Regions from separate parts of the Mus musculus genome. Here all the other regions are linked to region 3. A link is a contact called in public HiCAR-type and promoter capture Hi-C data. All regions are on one chromosome and are shown on one strand. Each heading gives the region's core, a stretch centred on a gene start, on an enhancer-like site or on the middle of the called end of the contact. The rest is flanking DNA. Distances are from core to core; before and after follow the strand shown.

The links. Promoter capture Hi-C pulls out the DNA fragments that hold promoters and counts their contacts. HiCAR-type assays count read pairs that join an accessible place to other places.
Region 1: a contact with region 3 is called in a HiCAR-type map of embryonic stem cells, with 4 times the contacts expected there. The contact joins the enhancer-like site here to the promoter of Stam in region 3. A contact is called at or near these places in 5 of 39 promoter capture datasets (the 3T3-L1 cell line, the C10 cell line, embryonic stem cells and 2 more), 4 of 115 datasets of contacts at active chromatin or transcription factors (cardiomyocytes, embryonic stem cells, extraembryonic endoderm stem cells and 1 more) and 1 of 9 other capture datasets (pancreatic islet).
Region 2: a contact with region 3 is called in a promoter capture Hi-C map of macrophages, with 6 read pairs. The contact joins the promoter of Mrc1 here to the promoter of Stam in region 3. A contact is called at or near these places in 2 of 39 promoter capture datasets (macrophages and pre-B cells) and 3 of 9 other capture datasets (adipose tissue, liver and pancreatic islet).

The regions. Positions count from the first base shown.
Region 1 is chr2:14,293,379-14,297,855 of GRCm38.p6, reverse strand. It overlaps Mrc1 (mannose receptor, C type 1), which reads right to left. Exons shown (of 30, transcript NM_008625.2): 14 at 4,323-4,410; 15 at 2,912-3,056. Among named protein-coding and RNA genes, the nearest start is that of Mir511, 35 kb to the right of the region's middle. Within about 2 kb of position 2,270, at least 15 of the 459 cell types and tissues checked have an H3K27ac peak or open chromatin away from gene starts, as enhancers often do. A contact at or near this core is called in embryonic stem cells, where this site is marked.
Region 2 is chr2:14,226,262-14,231,077 of GRCm38.p6, reverse strand. It overlaps Mrc1 (mannose receptor, C type 1), which reads right to left and starts at 1,664. Exons shown (of 30, transcript NM_008625.2): 1 at 1,505-1,664. The coding sequence starts at 1,565.
Region 3 is chr2:14,071,697-14,076,427 of GRCm38.p6, reverse strand. Stam (signal transducing adaptor molecule (SH3 domain and ITAM motif) 1) reads right to left here and starts at 2,328. Exons shown (of 14, transcript NM_011484.3): 1 at 2,092-2,328. The coding sequence starts at 2,131. It overlaps Stamos (signal transducing adaptor molecule (SH3 domain and ITAM motif) 1, opposite strand), which reads left to right and starts at 2,494. Exons shown (of 2, transcript NR_038162.1): 1 at 2,494-2,845.

The DNA of each region.
Region 1 (4,477 bases), core at 1,021-3,520, 220 kb before region 3:
TTCTAGGGCGTTGTTCCCATTCTTGTATTGGTTTTTTTCTGTTATTATCCTTTGAAGGGCTGGATTCGTGGAGAGATAATGTGTGAATTTGGTTTTGTCATGGAATACTTTGGTTTCTCCATCTATGGTAATTGAGAGTTTGGCTGGGTATAGTAGCCTGGGCTGGAATTTGTGTTCTCTTAGTGTCTGTAAAACATCTGTCCAGGCTCTTCTGGCTTTCATAGTCTCTGGTGAAAAATCTGGTGTAATTCTGATAGGCTTGCCTTTGTATGTTACTTGACCTTTTTCCCTTACTGCTTTTAGTATTCTATCTTTATTTAGTGCATTTGTTGTTCTGATTATTATGTGTCGGGAGGAATTTCTTTTCTGGTCCAGTCTATTTGGAGTTCTGTAGGCTTCTTGTATGTTCATAGGTATCTCTTTCTTTATATTTGGGAAGTTTTCTTCAATAATTTTGTTGAAGATGTTTGCTGGTCCTTTGAGTTGAAAATCTTCATTCTCATCCACTCCTATTATCCGTAGGTTTGGTCTTCTCATTGTGTCCTGGATTTCCTGGATATTTTGAGTTAGGATCTTTTTGCATTTTCCATTTTCTTTGATTGTTGTGCCGATGTTCTCTATGGAATCTTCTGCACCTGAGATTCTCTCTTCCATCTCTTGTATTCTGTTGCTGATGCTCGAGTCTATGGTTCTAGATTTCTTCCCTAGGGTTTCTATCTCCAGTGTTGCCTCACTTTGAGTTTTCTTTATTGTGTCTACTTCCCTTTTTAGGTCTAGTATGGTTTTGTTCATTTCCATCACCTGTTTGTATGTTTTTTCCTCTTTTTCTGTAAGGACTTCTACCTGTTTGATTGTGTTTTCCTGTTTTTCTTTAAGGACTTGTAACTCTTTAGCAGTGCTCTCCTGTATTTCTTTAAGTGATTTATGAAAGTCCTTCTTGATGTCCTCTACCATCATCATGAGATATGCTTTTAAATCTAGGTCTAGGTTTTCGGGTGTGTTGGGGTGCCCTGGACTGGGTGAAGTGGGAGTGCTGGGTTCTGATGATGGTGAGTGGTCTTGGTTCCTGTTAGTAGGATTCCTACGTTTACCTTTCGCCATCTGGTAATCTCTGGAGTTAGTAGTTATAGTTGACTCTGTTTAGAGATTGTTCTTCTGGTGATTCTGTTACCGTCTCTCAGCAGACCTGGGAGACAGATTCTCTCCTCTGAGTTTCAGTGCTCAGAGCACTCTCTGCTGGCAAGCTCTCTTACAGGGAAGGTGCGCAGATATCTTGTTTTTGGACCTCCTCCTGGTCGAAGAAGAAGGCCCAAAACAGGGCCTCTCTCAGAAGCTGTGTTGCTTTGGCAGTTCCCAGAAGCTGTCAGCTTCTGTGGTGCAGACTCTCACCTGTGCAGACTAAATTCCTAAGTTCCAGGGAGTCCTGGAACCAAGATGGTGACCGCTGCTCCTGAGGCTGAGGCCGTCTCCCGAGCCAGGCGGACACCTGTCCTCTGGTCCGGACGGTGGCCGGCTGCCTGTGGCCCGCCAAGAGTGCTGCCTCAGCGGCTCTGTGCTTCTGCCCGTCCCAGAAGCTGTCCGGTTCTCTGGCGCACCCTCTAACCTGTTCAGACTAATTTCCTAAGTTCTGCTGAGTCCCGGAACCAAGATGGCGACCGCTGCTGCTGAGGCTGAGGCTGCCTCCCAAGCCAGGCGGACACCTGTCCTCTGGTCCGGATGGTGGCCGGTTGTCTGCGGCCCGCCCAGGCTGCTGCCTCAGCAGCTCTGTGCTTCCGCCCGTCCCAGAAGCTATCCGGTTCTCTGGTGCACCCTCTAACCTGTTCAGACTAATTTCCTAGGTCCCGCGGAGTCCCGGAACCCAGATGGCGACCGCTGCTGCTGAGGCTGAGGCCGCCTCCCAAGCCAGGTGGACACCTGTCCTCTGGTCCGGATGGTGGCCGGTTGTCTGCGGCCCGCCCAGGCTGCTGCCTCAGCAGCTCTGTGCTTCCGCCCGTCCCAGAAGCTGTCCGGTTCTCTGGCGCACCCTCTGACCTGTTCAGACTAATTTCCTAAGTTCTGCTGAGTCCCGGAACCAAGATGGCGACCTGTAACATATTTTCTATCTGCCAGAGTAAAACAAAGCTACTAACAACATAAAGAGGCCACAGTGAGTCACTGGCAGGCAGCAGGAGACTGTTTTTAAATTTAAATTCAAAAGGATACTAATCCAGAATGTGGAAACATGTGCATCCAGCCAGCAGAGGGCAGTACCGGGTCTCTTAACTGCAGAATGGGGGCAGCGGCCATGATTCCCCAACAGCAGAGGGCAATGTGGTTCCATCCTCTTATTGCTATGGCGTCAATATGTTTTAATTCAAGGGTCAGCTTGTTTCCTCGGTGTCATAACCCAGCTCCTCTGACCACAATGCCTAACCTGTCTTTGCTCTAATTTCCAAGATATCATAAATAATATCATGTGAGTCCCACAACACCACGGCCTTCCCTATACTGCTGGTTCTGTGTTATGGATATTAAAATATCAGGTTGAAGGGAGCTTGTACCTGTTTCAGGGATAAAATAGAAGGTCAGAGGGTGAAAGTTCCAGAAAGCAAAACTGCATTGCCTTTCTACAGCACTAAAGGGCAGGTCTCCCATTAGCCCCTGCAGCTGCAGTGGATGGCCAGAGTCCCGGCTGCTGATGGGAATGTTTTTAAGGACGTGACTCTAATCCAGGATTCTTGGTGGCCTTTTGATCTTCTGTTCCTTTGGAACACTTATCTGTTTCCAACGTCCCCATTCTTATCCTGTGAAATAAGGGCCCCACAGTTCCCTGATGCTGGTATTTTTGTTTGTTTGTGCCAATGGAGGAAACAAATTGGGGTATCAGAAGGCTAGCTCTGTAATGTAAGAAAAAGAGGGGACAGATTTGTACCTTTTTGTATCTGACAAATCCAGTTGTTGAGGTGTTCACAGTTGATATCATTCCAGGACATGCCAGGGTCACCTTTCAGCTCACCACAATATTCAACATTTTGGTAATTATTTGGTTCACCGTAAGCCCAATTTTCATAGGAAACCTATGGTGGAAACATCACACTTGATCTGAACCACAACACCAGGTTGCTATGCTGTGCTAGAAACACCACATTAGGCTGCAGATATACCACGTATACCACATTAGGCTGCAGATATACCACGTATACCACATTAGGCTGCAGATATACCACGAACACCACATTAGGCTGCAGATATTAACCACGTATACCACACCAGTGCAAATTCAAATTGGGAAAGGAAAAAGAGGGGCTGTTTGGATTCTTCATTCATTTGCTTTTTACTTTTAGCTATGGAAGCACATTTTATGGACATGGGTGAGAAAGAAACAGCTTTTATTACATGGAAACTTTTAAGCAGACTAGAGTAGGGAATTGGTTTTTATAACATTTCCTTTATTCCCATTAAATAGAATGAATCCAGGGCCACAAGCAATGGGATTTATATGTAGGAAAAAGTTAGCAAGAAACTTCCATATCTCAGTCGGTAGTCGCAATTTCCTAAATTTACAGCCTGTTCTTAAGGGATGATATTTCAGTAAGTTGTTGGAAGCTTTTCATCTATTACACAGGCTACAGAAAAATAATTAGAGAAGAAAAAGTCTTATAAAATGTGACTAACTGAACGACCAGCCTTTGCCAAAATGAACAATGGAAACAACTTGGGAATGTGGGTAGTTTTCAGTGATCAGAGTCTGAAGGGGTCTGGATTAAGAATTATGATCAGTTTTCCATAAACATGAAATCCAGACACCGATGCAGCCACCAAAGAAACCATGTCACTTAAACAAGTACCTTGGAAGATGCCTGTGGGTTCCAAGAGAAAATAGTGTTAATATCATAAAACATCCTTTCCCAGGATGACCAGGACTGCTAAATGTTGCTAGCAAAAGCCAGAGCTTCCCATTTCTCAAATTTGGAGAAGTCCATCTGACTCTAATGGCTACCAAAGTTGTGTCCAGTTTCACTGAACTAAAGGCACCTGCAAAAGAGCTTTGAAGATATTTAATCATCTACATGCTGGCTTTGTGTAGAATTGAGTCATTTGGTATAAACTGGGAGGCATGGTTTTTCATTCCTTAGGTTATTCTCATCCACAACTATGCTTAAAGTATGTGGAGGCCAGGGCTGGACAGTGTATACTAAACTTGTATTTATCTTACATAAAAATGTCTCCAACTGTCTTAATGACATATCTTGATAAAACACCAATAAGTCCAAATAATAATGCCAAAATAAATACACTACAGGGTAAAAAAGAGAGAGAGAGAGAGATTTAAAACTACTTACGGGAGAACCATCACTCCAGGTGAACCCCTCTGAAGGACTTCCATAGGTCAGTCCCAACCAAAACAGCTCATGGTAGCTTCCACTGCTCCTGCAACATAAAAAGAAAGAAGATACCTCATCCTGGAAGGTTTTCAGTCTTTCAAAGGACCATCAAG
Region 2 (4,816 bases), core at 415-2,914, 160 kb before region 3:
AGGATCTTCTCATAGGTCTTGTGAGTTGATGGGGATCCAGGAAAGGCAGTCCTGAGAACTCAGGAGTCCTTTAATCAGCTGTTGACTAAGCAAATGTTCTGGCTTTATCCTTAGGGACTTGGGCTATTGAGACCAAGAGAAGATAAAATGAGCACAGCTGACCCTTAGACCAGAGGTGGCTCAGCAGATAAAGGTGCTGCCTGCCAGGCCTGACAACTTAGATTTGATCCCTGGGACCCACATGGTGGAATGTCTTCTGACGTCCACATGAACTTCTATGGCACACTCACACCAAAATGCAATAAGCATAATAAAACATTGTTTTGAAATAAATAAATGGTAAAAAGAGTCTGAGGGTGTGGATCTACCACAGATTACAAGTCTAGAATCCAACCCCCAGTGAGGAGCTGAGAAATCACAGGTTCTCAAGTAACACAAAGACATCTGGATCTGGAAGGGACTCTCCTGTGCCCATTTATATTCGCCTTTTACTCTCTAGAGAGAGCTGAAAGACCTCACATTTTGTGTCCCTGTAACTGGGTCCACCAAGTGACCCACAAGACCTCACACTCTGTCCCAGTATTTGTAGTCACGAAGAGAACGGCATTAGGGAGGCATCCTGCTGTCTCAAGGAGGGAAACATTCCTAAGAAAACTGAGAAAATCTTTATCATACAGTTCCCTAGAGAATTTCCTGGCATCAGCGTCACCACAGGACTTCGGCTAAGACCAAGGGTACGAACTGTGTCCAGCAGGCTTTAGTTGTCTGATGGAAGTGAAGGGTGTTGAAAAGCCAAAATAGTCTCGAAATAGACCTGGGAGTGCAAACTCTCCCAGTCCCTTCCATACTGGTGCTTAAGAATCCAGAGAAACGCTGACTCAGCAATGCCCTTGCGCATCTAAAGAGCCCTGATCTGTTCCTACGGACATATCAACCACTTTCAGACTTCAGCATCGAACACATCCACCTGTGAGACAATATGAACAATTCTGGAAGCAGAAAAGGGCGGACTTTCTAGCAATAGAAATTATGAATGAAACGGCTCACGGGAAAAGTCGAGTGTGAGAATCCCCGCGTCCTCTCCTTATCAATTTGCATCTAGGACGAGGGGCTGCAAGTTCCTCTTTCCCCACCCGAGATACTCAGCGCTATCTATTGGGAGTAGGATAGCAACGGCATAAACTGGAAACTAGAACTAGGGCAAGCAACAAAACAAGAAGGCATTGCACAAACCAGGTAGAAATACCCAGACATGATGTCCTCAGGAGGACGGAGGTGCTGGGGGGCTTCATCTTGGACAACATCTAACAACAGAGAGCAACAGCATCGCCTGACTCTAGCTCAACTCCCACCCTGGTGTGTTCAGGTCAAAGCCAAGTGCAAGCTTGATGAAGGTCAGGTAAAAACACAGATCGCTCAATTCCTCTTCCAGATGTACACAGGACTTTTAGCATAAACTTCAAACAAAATGGTATGCAAAGCCCCCACCTCAAAACAGACTTACCCAATAGCTGAACAGAGACAGGGATGACAGAGATAAAAGCCAGAAGCAGGAGAAGCCTCATGGCCCAGAGTGGATCTTCCAATGAGGGAGAAGAGGGAGACTGGGAAAGGCAAAGAATACAACCAGGTCCCCAGGTTGCCCCTTTGCTCAGTCCAAGGTCTGGGAGCTGCCTGACTGAAAAGGAGGACAGAGGAAGCTGTCCCTTTTAAAGGACTCCTGAATTTAGGAAAACCCTCCAATTGAGAGATATCCTGTCACATGGGGGCGGTTAGAAAAACAGGAATTCAAAGTTACAACTTTGCTTCGTAAGCTAAGGCACAGGAGGAAGGGGAGAGAGGAACATGTGTAGGAGAGGAGAAAACGCAGGAAGTGGGGAGAAGTGAGGACCCAGGCCATGAGCAGCAGGGAGAGGCAGCCCTGCTGAGCTCTCCACAGGTGCTGGGCAGTAACCAAACGGAGGCCATTATCTGGGTGGGAAAAAGTCTCCAGGAGGCAGCTGTGGAGGCTCTCACCCACAATTCTACAGTCAGAAAGGGAGGACACTCGCTGGAAAGCATCAGAAGCTCTTCCTGCTCAGGCTTAGAGCCCGAGCACCAACACACACACACACACACACACACACACACACACACACACACACACACACTCCTTGGAAAGGATCAAAGGTATGGTTCACGTAGAGTTTTGCCCCTGTCTCTAGAAGGAAAATGACAGAAGTTAATTTTAAGACAACCTCAATGAAGCCCAGGGATAGAAAGTTCTAGCAGCTTTCCTTAGAAAGCCAGAGGAAATAGTGGCAATAGCTTTGTTGTCGGTTCGCTGCCAGGCCTCAACCATTACAGTCCTCAGAGTTTGAAAAAGGGAAGACCTCTCTCTCTCTCTTGCAAAAGAAAGCCTGGCTTGAGTCCAAAAGTTGCTTGTTGATTCGATGACAGTGGGGTTTCGTCTTCATGATTTTGCAGGGTCGTTCACAAAGCACCACACAACCCACCTAAACACTGATTTTTTTTTTCCAGACGTTCAACAAGAATTAAGAATATTTAGAAATGGATATTTGTGGTTAGTCAGGGAAGACCTGAAACTGGAGCGTGGGAAATGTCATCGTTTCAAAAAGAAGCTCTGGAAACACTGGCGACTTAGAAGTTGTAAACAGATGGTTTACCTTCAAGTGAAAAGCTGTTCAGACCCATCCACGCTGAGGCAGGTACACACTCATTTCCCAATAAGCTGTGGTTTCTCTCAAGAATTTTCTTTTTAAAAAGCCTAAATTAGGAAGATTCTGAGAAGGGACCCACCGTTCTTTTTCATTCTATCAAGGCTTAACTGACAAAGAAAATTCTCCCACAACTGGTGAGAGGCTGCAAACGTTTCCTTTTCAATCACTGCGTAACTGACTTATCACAGGAACACCGAAACAGTCTTGCGTTTGTAGCGCAGGCTGGCCTTGAATTCTTGGTTCCTCTGTTTTGACTTTCTGAGAGCTGGGATTATAAGTGTGTCCCATCATGCTTGCTGACCAAAAAATGTTTTAATTGGTCTTTTAAATGCAAGCCATTCAAATTGTTTTGCCTAATTGGGGTTTGCTTTGACTTATTTGAAGAGGAAAAAAAAGAGTTAACTGAATTGCAGGCATCTGTATATCCATGGTTTTATTATGTCAACGTGTCTTACATGCACAGGAATAAAATCAGAATCAGTAACGAGACGCTGGATGTGATATAAAGTGAAGTCCAACATCCCACAAAGGATTTGTCTCCATCATTTTTATCTTATTGGAAGATTTTATCAGGTTAGGAGGGGTGAGCAAGTCAACACAAATCTGTAATTTCAGGTAACGGAGGAAGAGGAATTTCCATAGGCCTTAAAACAATCTTTGTATTGCCAGGAACTGTGGGAAAATAGCACGTTTTTCACTTCTGGTGTCTCTTCAAATCCTTGAAGCATCCATTTCAGAGCTCGGGTTTTTTTTTTTTAATTATTTTATTTATTTCCATTTCAAACATTGCTCCCTCCCTGTCCTCCCTCCAAGAGTTCTTCACCCCATACCCTTTGCCTCTGAGAGGGTGCTCCCCCACCACCCCCATCACCCTACCCCCACCCCAACTCTCCCACCTCACCTCCCCCCACATTCCCCTTCCCTGGGGCATCAAGTCTCTACAGGATTAAGACCATCCTCTCCCACTGAGGTCATATAAGGCAGTCAGGCCTCTGCTACATATGTGCCAGGGGCCACAGACCAGCACACATATGCTTTTGGTTGGTAGTTCAGTCTCTGGGAGTTCCCAGGGGGCTAGGTTAGTTGACACTGTTGTAATTCCTATGGGGTTGCCATCCCCTCTAGCTCCTTCAATCCTTCCTCTAACTCTTCCATGGGGGGTCCATGACCTTAGTCCAATGGTTGGCTGTTAAGTGTCTGCTTCTGTCTCAGTCACCTGCTGGTGAAGCCTCTCAGAGGACAACCATTCTAGGTTCCTGTCTGCAAGCACAACATGGCATCAGTAATAGTGTCAGGGTTTGGTGACTACACATGGGATGGATCTCAAGTTAGACCGATTTCTGGGTGGCCTTTCCTTCAGTCTCTGCTCCATTTTTGTCCCTGCATTCCTCTTAGACAGGAACAATTCTGGGTCAAAAATTTTGAAGGTAAGTTAGTGACCCGATACCTTCGCTGGAGGTCATCTCTATCTACTGGAGGTGGTCTCTTCAGGTTCCATGTTCCCACTGTTGGGCATTTAGGCTAAGGTCATCCCCAATGAGTCCTGAGAGCCTCTCTCATGTCAGGTCTCTGGAACTTTCTAGACATGCTCCCTACCCCCTCCCCCACCCCACCCCACAGCTGCGTATTTCCATTCATTCACCTGGTCCTCCGGGCTTCTCTCCTGTCTCCCCCATACTGAATGACTGCAAGCTGCTTTCCACATGGGCTATTCCATTTAATGCTCTTCTTCACCAAGGGTCACAATTTCTCCACATCCTCACTAACATTTATTTCTGCTTTTGATAAGAACCATTCTTTATATGAGGGAGGTATCTGTAGTTTGATTTGCATTTCTGTACTGGCTGCTATGATTGAAGTTATTCACATATGCCCACTGGCCACTCAGATCTTTCTATGGAGAAATATTAGTCCAGGTCCAGTATTCATTCTTAACATCTGTGGTTCTGCGGTACTTGAGTACATTTTTATATTCTGAACACTAATCTTTTATCAAATGAGTGTGTTGGTAAAATTTTCTAATAACCCGTGTTCTTGTTTCTGCTTTTCCCTTCCTCTGTTTTTCTCATTTTCTTTCTTCTCCTCAGCCCCCTCCC
Region 3 (4,731 bases), core at 1,079-3,578:
ATGACCTACAAACCTATGGATAAAGCACAGAAGAAAAATGTAAGACATCAATAAAAAACTGGATGAGGAACTGGCTGTTGGGATCGGTAAATACAAATCAGTAGGGACCTGATGGCACAAAGTATCTTTATAATTCAGAGTGATTTCTAAAAAAACATGTCTAACAGGCTTAACATAGTTTCAACTCAACAAGCACTTATTCAAAGCCAACTATGCAGCAGCCATCAAACAAGGAGCAAAATAAAGAACACATTGATATGTAATGTTTAAGACAAAAATGCTGAAATTTGTAGAACATGGGGAAGGTGAAAAATCACTGTATTTAAACAGCCCCCGAGACATTAAGTCATGTCTTTTAAAGTCATGACTGGCTGTGAGATGTTACTGGCATCCACTGAGTGAAGAGCAAATACAAAGTTAACAGCCTTCATGTATAGAGCATAACCTCCTTAAGGATTTTATCTATTCCAAACTGTCAGTAACACTGCTACTTATAAACTCCAGGTTGCAGGAATCAGCAAATAATTCAGGTACAACAAGTCAGACTCTAAGTTGACCTTAAAGCATGAGGACATATGTGTGGAAAGACACATGAAATAACAGAAACAAAAGTATAAAGGCAAGAAGGGGCCTGTGTTTGGACTGGGCGGTGTAGGTAGCAAGAACAGGTTTAACATCAAGAAATCCATCTGAATCCACTGCAAATGTGAGTTCAAAAAAAAAAAACAGAAAGAATACATATTAGGCCCTGGGTTCCATTTCCAATACCACAAAAAGGAACAAGCCAGGAGAATATAAGTGTGACTGATTAGCAGAAAGCAAGATCATATAGGATCACTATAGGTGCCAGGAACAGAGGCAGCAAATATTGTTTTATTATAAGCATTTGTCCTAAAGACTGATGTAACAAATTGTAAAACAGCCAAAGAGCCGCAATGAGATGGTCTTCATGGTTGCATTTCTTGTCAATGAACACTGTGTTCAGTAAGTACTGGTGCTAAGCACTTATTAAACACAATTTCCCAATTCATTACTTATTTAGCACTATTGATGATTTCTAAAGTTCCATCCACAGCTCAGATTCAGGACATTCAACTGAATCACTATGAACCAGGCAGGAAGCGGCAGTAATAGTACATTTTCTCCAGTTGGCAAAATGTAAAATTCACCTCTAATAAACAAAATTCATAAAGTAACTCTCACAAGTTATCCTTACATTCTTTTACTACAGTTATGCTTAAATTCAGCCTGTGGGACTGGATGGTATTGGTTCGCTTTCATTCCACACTATGCTGCCAGTGTAGTTCAATGTAATGCATTCAAAAACATCCCAAAATTCTTTCAAGAAATTCAAATCAGGTCTGAAAAATAGATAGCTAACCTGTTAAATTGGTATGCTTGGTACCTAATACCAATGATTCAGACAACAAAAAATTTAGCATTTCAGACCCCATCCTAGAATCAAAATCCTCTTCCACACTTCCCCAAAGGCAGAGGCCCAGCCTGAAAAAGGCATCCCAAAGGCTCATGTCTGCGTTTTCAGTTGTTGCCAAGTAATCCATCTCCATCTCTTCCAACATTTCAACCTACCAGTACGTAACCAGACCTCTCTCCTCCAGGGACCGTTATAGGGCTATTTAAAAAACCCTTTAAGTAACCTTACCTAAAACATTCTGCCAGTTCCATTGGGCCAGGCAAATACTTTGGCGATAGAGCATATAATCAATCTGCTTAAGCCAAGATACGTCTGTCCTTCGCTCTTCTCCCAGAAGCCATGCCCCAGCGGCAGATGGCTTCGTCGTCTGTTCCTCCCGAGGCAACCCTTTACCCCGAATCCCTTAAGCGATTCCTTCAAAGCTCCCCCTCCCCAAGTCCCTTACCAAGGCCCATTAGAGAGGTTCTAAGTCCCATTTCTTCCAAAGAGGATGCGCCAAGCGCTCAACCCTCTCCCAACTCTGAACGAAGGGGCCCCGGGAGAGAAGAACGTGGGCTCGGCCTCGGGAATCCAGAATGAACGAACGCAGTGGGACGGGAGTCGGCGCGGGCTCGCAGTCTCGGGGGGCACCCACGGGGGGCGGTGAAAACACTTACCAACATCCTGGTCGAAGGGGTTGGTGGCAAAGAGAGGCATGTCCGCTGCGTGCCGAGGTGTCCCCGGGGACTGCCCCTCGACCCCGCGGCACTCTAGGGGTGACGGAGAAAGGAGGCCCCTCAGGTACAAACACAGCAAGGGCGCCTGCCTGCCAGTGCAGGGTCCCTCTCAGCCCCTCCTCTCACCCACCCCAGCAACAGAGGCGGCGGCGGCGGCAACAGCCGAGAAGCGGAACAGGCCCCCGCGCGGGGCGTGTCGGGAATGTAGGCGACTTGAGCGCTGCCTGAACACTGCCCGCTCCGGGTCTGGCCAGAGCCCGCCGCCTCCGCCGAGGCCCACGCGATGAGCCGCCGCTGTCTCTTCCTCTGCTGAGTTCCCGCGTGCCCGTGGGGTTAGCGGCTAGGTTCTCGGCTTTTCCATGTCCCCGGGCGTCTCGGGAGGACGAGGTCCTTCAGGCGCACCGAGGCCGACTAAGAGCCTCTAGAGTGAATAAGAGACTGGGAGAGGGAGAGGGTTCAGTTTGGGTCCAGCCAAACCCTTAATTTTTAACTCCTTGGGTTTATTCGATGGGTTGTTGTGATGTTGCAATCCCTCTAGAAAGTCAGGCAGTCCTTTGGGTTACCCGAGGAAAATGTTGAGCGCGCTCGTCGAGGGTTCATGGAAGTTGCTGGGATTGGAGTCATGTGAGCTGGTGGAGCTGGCCTGAATCCCTTGGAGGGAGTGTCGAGGCGCACAGCCTCTCGAGAGGCTGAGGTAACGCTGGCTCATTCCCCAGCCTGAGATCAGAGGGAGCCTTCCTGGGTGTGGGCTCCGACTGACTAAACGTGCAGTCACTGAGTCCCTGAGAAGATTAGACCTTCTCAGCCTGAGATAAGCACGCACACCCAACGGCAGAAATTGAAAAAAAAAAAAAAACACACACACACACATGAAAAATGGAGCCAGACATTGATGAGGACTCTTGGCAACTTAAAATGTTGATTTGGTGATCTAATTTGTACATATGTATGTAACGCACGCCCCCTCCCCAGCTCCCAACACACACACACACATTGTCCTCTAAATCATGTGAAATCTAAAGAATCATCTCTTGGAAATATTACGTAAAGTTAGCAAGTCGGTCTTGCACATGCACTGAGATTCGGTAAAAAGTGCCCAAATAGGGACCCTTACAAAAAGGGAAGCTTATAAACATGTCAACAAGATTTGTATAACAGTACAAACAGCTTGCTTACTAAACAGTTAAAGTCGAATTTTGGAGGAAGAGGAGCAAACTAAAGCATCGGTTAACGTTTTCAGTCATTTAAAACTAAAAGAATCCAAGGGATGGGAAACAAAGTTGCCTGATGGGGTATAAATTACAGCATTCTTAAGAGAAAGGATGGGAAGTATATAGCCAGCTTTTGGAAATGTGCCTCTGGTTCCAGTTATTCTGAATTTTAAATCTTACAGTCTTTTAAAACATGAACCAAGATATTAATGGCAGCGTTGTTTACAATATCAAAGTTTTGATGACCGCTAAACTGTCCGACATTAAAGAGATTGGACAAACTCCTCTGTCTGTTTCCTCATAAATAAGAAACGGAAATGACAAACCATTGAAGATGAAATAAATTACTAGAAGCAAATCCCCTGTAATAGTGTCTAGCATATAGTAAGCACTCAAGTGGAATCAATAGTTATAATTGTACTTATTTGGCCATTGAAAGTAAGAGCATAGATGTGTATTTACATAGACATCTGAGTGGATAAGAGTTTAAAAGGCTTTAAAGACTGACTGAGGATGAGCCTCAGTGATGGGGTACTTGTTTAGAATGTGAGAGGCTCTGGGTTCTGACCTTGGCACTGAAAAAGAAAAAAAAAAAAGCCTTCAAATATATGTGAAAAAATTCTACAATTTTAAACAACCTGAACGAAAATATTTTCTGAGTAACTTAATGAGCATAATTTTTCTTTCAAAGGGGTGGAGTTAAAATATAAAAATGTGACAAATGTCAGACATTAACGCCACCATTTTCTTAAGATTTTTGAAGTGCTTTTGTGTCATTATGAGAAGTATAAAATCTTCCCACTATTGGTATGGGAAGCAGAGCATCGTCTCTCAATAGACTTTTCTCTTGATTACTGCGCTGACAGAATTAAGTGTCAACTTATCCATTTAAAATGATGGGCCAGTGCCTTAAGTACCTTATCATAATTGCCCTGACTCAGAGCCAGATGGTTATGAAAATATATTTGGGCATGCTTCTAATCCAGTAATAAAATCAAATTGTTAGGTTGTTACCTAGCAAAACACTACTTTTCAAATTTGAATCATCAATATGTGAAAATCAGAAATAACATATATTAGTATGGATAACATTAACCATGTATTCTGACATAGAAGAATGACTTTGCTATTGGGGATCTTTATTATGTAATATGCTATGAAATAGAGGTTTTAAAAATAAGAAATGTTATATGTACAAGAAAAGGCAAATATAAAAGGTGGCATGGCTTTGTATTTTGGGGTTAACTTGCCATATTACCTAAAATACTGAAATTACTCATTTTATTTTTAATAACAGTTTCTTAAAAGACATTTTAGAGACTTGATTTCACATTAAAATGTTTCTATAATATGTTTAATAAATTCCACA